Linked DNA regions of Mus musculus: region 1 is linked to region 2. The links are chromatin contacts, called in public HiChIP or PLAC-seq maps. All regions are on one chromosome and are shown on one strand. Each heading gives the region's core, a stretch centred on a gene start, on an enhancer-like site or on the middle of the called end of the contact. The rest is flanking DNA. Distances are from core to core; before and after follow the strand shown.

What was found. HiChIP or PLAC-seq counts read pairs in DNA pulled down with a chosen protein or histone mark.
Region 1: an HNF4G HiChIP or PLAC-seq map of pancreatic cancer cells shows a contact between it and region 2. The contact joins two enhancer-like sites. A contact is called at or near these places in 1 of 484 Hi-C or Micro-C datasets (cortical neurons) and 1 of 115 datasets of contacts at active chromatin or transcription factors (pancreatic cancer cells).

The regions. Positions count from the first base shown.
Region 1 is chr1:135,945,289-135,948,619 of GRCm38.p6, reverse strand. No RefSeq gene overlaps it. Among named protein-coding and RNA genes, the nearest start is that of Pkp1, 28 kb to the right of the region's middle. Within about 2 kb of position 2,044, at least 35 of the 459 cell types and tissues checked have an H3K27ac peak or open chromatin away from gene starts, as enhancers often do. A contact at or near this core is called in pancreatic cancer cells, where this site is marked.
Region 2 is chr1:135,409,191-135,412,586 of GRCm38.p6, reverse strand. It overlaps Ipo9 (importin 9), which reads left to right. Exons shown (of 24, transcript NM_153774.1): 5 at 3,106-3,194. Among named protein-coding and RNA genes, the nearest start is that of Ipo9, 20 kb to the left of the region's middle. Within about 2 kb of position 1,401, at least 79 of the 459 cell types and tissues checked have an H3K27ac peak or open chromatin away from gene starts, as enhancers often do. A contact at or near this core is called in pancreatic cancer cells, where this site is marked.

The DNA of each region.
Region 1 (3,331 bases), core at 795-3,294, 540 kb before region 2:
GAGAGAGAGAGAGAGAGAGAGAGAGAGCGAGCAAGTAGCACCTTTCCTAGTGAGTCAGGCACACCTGGCTGTTGCCAGGCAACTGTGGGGCGGAGCCTAGACTAAATGCCAACAGCATCTTCCATTAAGTTCACGAGAAACCCCTTGCTTGGGATGGAGGTGTGTAGCTGGGGCACAGGTAGACAGAAGTTGGTGTTGTCTCCGATGGGTAGAGAGGGATCGGGTACTGCGACACAGTCCTGGTTTCAAATGGTCCCTTGTTTGGCTTCTTCAACTGCCTATAGGTGTCTTTTCAACCAGAAGGGGCCTAGCAGTTCATTGTGCAGTGACAGGAAAGTTGAGTGCAGGGTGCAAGTGGCCTTGAGCTGTCATGTACTGTTACTATGGGTGCTTGGACTAACATTACCACTGAGGTCAGAGAGCAACTTCTGGGAGTAGATTCTCTCCTTCTACTATGTGGGTCCCAGTGATCAAACTCAGGTTGTCAGGCTTGTTAGCAAGCAGCTCTCCCTACTGCATCATCGAGACGGCCCCTCGACATTAGCTTTGTTCAGAGTCCTAAACTCATCCACCCCTGACTTTTGGTCATGGCTGTTAGAAAAAAGCATGTGGCTGGCCTGCTGTGGTGGCACGCATCCAGAATTACAGGAGGACTGCAAATCTGAGCTTAGCCTAGGCTGTGCACCAAGACCTGGTATCAAATATAGGGGCCGGGGTCCAGAGCAGTGATGGAATGTCTGCTTAGCATGGTTCAGGACTGAGATTCACATCACAGAACTGCAAAGGTATGCAAAACCGCACAGTCGGCTGGATGCTGTTAGTTTCTGAGTAGCTGTAGAGTGGCCATGAGTGTGGAAGAGCTGATCTCAGGTACTGAACCTACTGTGGATCTATGTTGGTGTTTGGGGTTACATGGACCATGGATCAAAGAGAAGAGGGCTTCTGCAGGATGGATTCAGGCTTCTCAGCAGCAGGGTACCAGTCTCTGAAGGATGAACGCTGACAGCCTCCTAGAAGCTCTTTTCAGTGTTACACAAAAGGCACCTTGAGCAAGTCAATCGCCAAATACCAAAACTTCTTATCTGACCTGGGGGTTATATTGAAAGACCCATCACCTAAGCACTTCTCAGCCATTTGCCAGGCCAGTCTCCTCAGACTAAATCTTAGGGACCCTTAGAGATGGCCCTGTGTTGCCATCCCACTGTGAGCTGAGGATGAGTATTCTTGAGTTGAACTGGGGCCTCCCCCAGCCCCCCTGTGTTCCCCTATCCATGCAAATGCTGGTGGCAACAGTTCTGACAAACTAAGGGAGACTTAGAGGCCAGGCTCACTTCTGGCCGTGTGGATGTTTGCCCAGACTCAAAGCCTGCCCCTCAAATGACCTCTTACTTTATAGACTGCCTCGAGCAGTGGTACACAATACTTACTGTATTTGGTTGTTAAGGGAGCACTTTAGCCTCTACCCTAGATGGCCCTAACCTCAGGGCACACTGGTCAGAGGCCAAGCAGCTTTAGGACAATTGGGCCAGTGGTGGCTTAGATAAGCACAGCAGAGCTATGGGACATCTAACTCACATTAAGGAATCAAGGAAGGCTTCCTGAAGGAGGTGACACCTGAGCACAGCCTTGTAGGACATGTGGGTCAAGAGGACTCTCCCAGTCTGTGTCCAGATCACTCTTCCTATTGGCTGTGGAGGAGGCCTAATGTAAGCAAAAGCCAGGAGCCTTAGGCCTGCTCACAGGTAGTGGAGGACCACGGTTCATCTTCCTGCTCCATACTAAGGGGAATGCTAACTTTCTTTAAACAACACTTTGAAGAAACAGACAGAGCCCTTCCTGCCTCTCACTAGGCAGAGCATACCTCCACACAGGCACCCATGGGAAGCGTTTTGCATCCTTTGGAGCCAGCCTCAGTTTGCTGGAAGACAAGGATAATTGACCTTAAAAAAATACAGCAGGTCCCCACTCTGCCAACCCACCCACCCTGTCCTTCTGCCCCAATCCTTAGTCAACGGCTGTGGTCTCAGAAGATTCCATCATGTTGGGAGGTGAGTCAGAGCCTCCTGTCTCCATGGAAACCCCCTTCTATAGCACCAGGACCACAGACAACGCCTAAGACGTTGCCAAATTCCCACCCCAATCTGTGTTGTTTTCTCTGAACTAAACCTATACATGGTTCCTTCCTGCTGGCTCTACTTCTGACACTGTGGGTGTGCTGGGACGGGGCCTGGCTTCCTCCAGTGTTTTATGTCTGTCTCCCTGTGCATGTGCCCTCCTGCCCAGAGCTGGCATGGTCTTACCTACTGCCCTGTAACAGGCACTTCCTAGGCATCTGGTGGCCACCAAGACATGCTGGAATTGGTCATGAGAACCACCCAGCAGCAACCTCTTCGCAGCCTTTGTGTGACAAAGTCATGCCTTCAGGAGATGACAACACGGGGCAGGAAAATGGTAAACAGGCGTGAGATCAATACTCAGTGGTAATAATAAGGGGTGAAATCGCACAGCTGTTCAGGTTTTAGGTTTTTTGTTTGTTGTTGGTTAGTTTGTTAGTTTGTGTGCATGCCCCAGGCAGCCTCAGATGCTACTTGGTACAATAGCCGCTGCGTGTCCCATTAAGAGGCTCAGAGACAGTCTTCACCTTGGAGGACAGTTCTGGCCACGAGGCCATAAGACACAGGAAGTAAAGTGGGTCCTGAGCCAAGCCTGGAGGAGAGCCTTGGGACCGTAGGTAAGAGCGCCCTCTGGTGACCAAGAAGGAACTGTAGCTTCACAGGTGGGAGAAAAGGCTCTGAAGGTAGCTTACAGCTTCAAGGCTTCAAGGGAACTAAACGCTAGAGGACCTTCCTGGAAGAGGGAAGCTGAAACAAGAAGACTGCTTCCCTGAGCACTCACCTACAGTCTGTCGTTTCGCTTTCCTTAAGACCCTGGGACCCCATTCAGTCTTGTGTGGGTATTGAGGGTGGGGGTTGCAACCAGCCTACAGCTGGGGCAGCAATTGGTCCCTAAGCCTACCAAGTCTATATCTAGGCCTGATCTCAGGGCAGTCATGGAGACAGGGTAGTCTAATTCCCTCAGAGAACAAATAAGGCTCAGAGAGGACCTTGCCTGAGTAAGTGGCAGAATAGACTTCCGTCTCCAAGGTAGTTCTGGATTTGCGGCTATGCATTCTACGGGCACCTCTAGCTCAGGGCTCCCTGGATGCCTTGGTTAATCCTGGCTCCGTCCTAACTGGTCGCATTGTCTTGGGCAAGTTGGTTAACATTGTTGCGCTCAGTTCCTCATCGCAAAATGAAAGTCCTAGGCGAATCTTTCTAGAGTTTCCATGAGG
Region 2 (3,396 bases), core at 152-2,651:
TGAGACCCCTTTGGGGTCTGCAGATTTTAGAGATTGTTAAAGCTGATGGGAAGTTTTCATTAAGTAGAAAGAGTAAGGGATGAGACTAAGAAGAACAGTATAGGAAGAAGAGGGGAGGTTATGGGGCTGGAGAGACAGCTCAGTGGTTAAGAGCACTGGCTGCTCTCCAGGGGACCTGGGTTTAATTCCCAGGGCTCCTAACCATCCGTAAGCCCAATCCCAGGGGTATACCTCCCTTTCCTGGTCCCTCCGCAGGCACTCGGTGCACAGACATACATGCAGACAAAAGCCCCCTCCCTCCCCTCAGAAGGAGGCTAGTGCATGCAGTTAAGCATGCATGCTGCTTTTGCAGATGACCTGAGTTGTATTCTGTGTAGCCACATCAAGCAGCTCATGGCTGCCTTTATTTAACTCTAGCTTCAGGGGATCCAGTGCCTCTGGCCTCTGAGGATCTACGCTCACACACACATTTGTAATTAAAAAATAAGATAGATATATGTATGTATATTTTAAAGACTGGTTATGGGGTAAATTGTTAGCTCAGCTGCACTTAGTTACAAATTAGTTCTCAATTCTTCTGGCTCTAGCAGGTTCTGCATGGTGTTGTGTGATAGAGGAGGAGATGGGAGCCTTTGATCTCTGAAACCTCTATGTTCCTGGGGCTCTGGCATATGAAAGGAGGGGAGGTTGAAAGTCCTTTTCTGCCGGGCATGGTGGCAGGCATGGGGGTGCATGCTTTTAATCTCAGCGCTCAAGAGAGAGGCAGATAGATCTCTACTTCGAGGCCAGCCTAGTCTACAAAGTGAGTTCCAGAATAGCCAAGGCTACACAAACAAACAAGAAAGTCCTTTCCTGATATAATTCCCTGGCTCCTGCACACTGAGTGGCATGTCGAGTTCCTACGCTCAGGTGTGTGAGGAGCAGCACTCGAGGTCTAGCCGTTGAATCTGTTTACTTGGCATCTATGCTGCATTTTACATGCCCACTCAGCATTAATAGCAGGTTACCAATTCTATGTCAAAGTCAGACCTTTCATTTGTCCTATTCTTACCCCCAGATACCCTTTTAGAGTTCCGACTGTGTACCTACTGGTGAGCTTTTAGCTCAGAAACATCAGAAAGGCCAAGGTGTTCCTTGATTGGCCTTTCACCTCCCTGCTTCTGTATGAGTGAGGTGACTGCTCTGTGGAATTGAACTTCTAAGAGCCTTTGCTTAGCTCTCCTAGTGCCAGGGTATCCAGCAAAGGGCAATTGTTTTAGCCAAGGAGAGGAAATCCTAGTTTTCCTGTACGGAGTTAGCTTCTTTCTGACAGACCTGGAGAGAAAGGATGGCTGTATAGTTACTCTGATTGGAAAGCAGAAGAGGCTTTGTACTTGACTAAGGAAATGACTATACAGTGAGGTCACTTTCTCCCAGCCAGGAGAAGGAACTGGTGAAGAAATGTGTATCCTTTGTAATGAGTCAGCAGGCATGAAGTGGACGGCAGCCAGCCTCCATTCACAAATAGCTACTCCAGTTGATTTCAACTTCACACCACAGGAACTGGAACATCCATGAGGACAGAAAAGTATTGGTGTGTGAGAAATGTGGGACCAGTTCTCTTTAGGGTTTTCCTTTTTTTATTTTGAGATGGAGGTCACTCTGTGTTGCCCAGGCTAACTTTTAACTCCTGGCTCCGGTAGTCCCACCTCACCTTCCAGAATAGCTTAGGAAAATAGGCATGTCCAGCTGTGCCCAGTGTCTTTGAGACTTTTTGGAGGAAGATACTGTTCTTGACTTCTGAGTTATTTTACTATTTATAAAAGAGAACTTGGTCTCAAGATATAAAGGGACTATATGCTAAGAATTTAAATATTTGATCTAATAGATAAATCTTTTACTTCTATCTTATAGTTTTGTAAATTTAGTTGTTAATACCCCAGACTTTTTGACTTGATAATAATGACCTCAGAAAACTTACTTTGAATTTAAACCTACAAAGTATGAACAAATTGAGACTACTCACAATGATTATAGAAAAGTTAAACTGTACAGTTAGTCACTTCAGTACTAAGACTCCTTTCTTTGTAGTGGTGGTGATGGTGGCGATGACACTGGGGATCGGACCAGACCCTTGAACGTGCTAAGCTGCACCCAAGCTCTATGCTATATTTATTCATAAATGCAGGCTATGCTTGATCCTAGGCCCAGAGGTGGTAATATGCTATCTAATGTATTTATTTGGGCTGACTTCAGTCTAAATGGAATTTGACATTTTATTAAGATATTAATTTTATTAAGACAAAGCTTGGAATTTATCTTTCAGAAGGAAGCCACATTCCTAAAGAACAGCTGGTCTCCAGTATTTGATCTGTATTTGACCTGTGGGGATTGATACAGGGTCTTTATGCATAGCATTTTCTTATTTAATTTTTTTCCATACACAAGACGATATGACCTGTCTTTCCTCACCTCTTTCAAATCTGCACATGGGTTAAACACCTTCACTCAGGAATCCTAACCCCAGAATTACACATTGATAAATGGAGTCGATGCTTAATACATTTTCAGATGGGTGGGAGGGTTGGTAGTTGGTTGGTTGGTTGATTGGTTGGTTTTTCTCGAGACTAGGCTCTCACCATGTAGCCCTGGCTGTCCTGGAACTCGATCTGTAGACCAGGCTGGCCTCGGACTCAGAGATCTGCCTGCCTCTGCCTTCCAAGTGCTGGAATTAAAAAGGCATGCACCACTATGCCCCGTTTGTTTTGTTGTTTACATTGAAGTAACTTGTCAGGAGACAGAACTGACAGAAACCAGAATGGCACTTGTGCTCAAAGCTGTCATGGCACAAGCTCAGAAGGACCCCTGTTTGCCTTACTTGTATGCAGTTGTGTTGCAGATGGCTTTAATCTGTGTGCTTTTCTTTTTAATATCTTGTATCTTCTTTTGTGTTCCTATTCTCTCTCCCCTTCTGACGAATAATGCTTCTGGCTCCTTGTCCTTCTTCAGAGTGAGTTTGCTAGACCAGTGGCCATTCCTAGGTCCGACTGGGAACTGCTACCTAGATGGCTTGCAAGCTTTCACACTTCATCTTTATGAAGTATCTTTTACTTTTTGTCTTTGCAGAGTTTACTCGAGAAGTGACAGACACACAGATGCCACTTGTTGCTCCTGTCATTCTGCCAGAGATGTATAAGATATTCACCATGGCCGAGGTATGGAATCTCAGCCCAGTAGGTGCAGCAAAAGGACCTGCCTGGCTCTGGTCAGCGCCACCTCTCAGGTGTATGGTGATGGTTGTTGTCACTGGTGCCCATGCCAAAAACTGGAATTGACATTGAGCTAGATCAGAAATTGAATTGACCGTAGTCTTTGATCTCATGACTACAAGGGAAAGCACTTGATGAAGTAACTGAA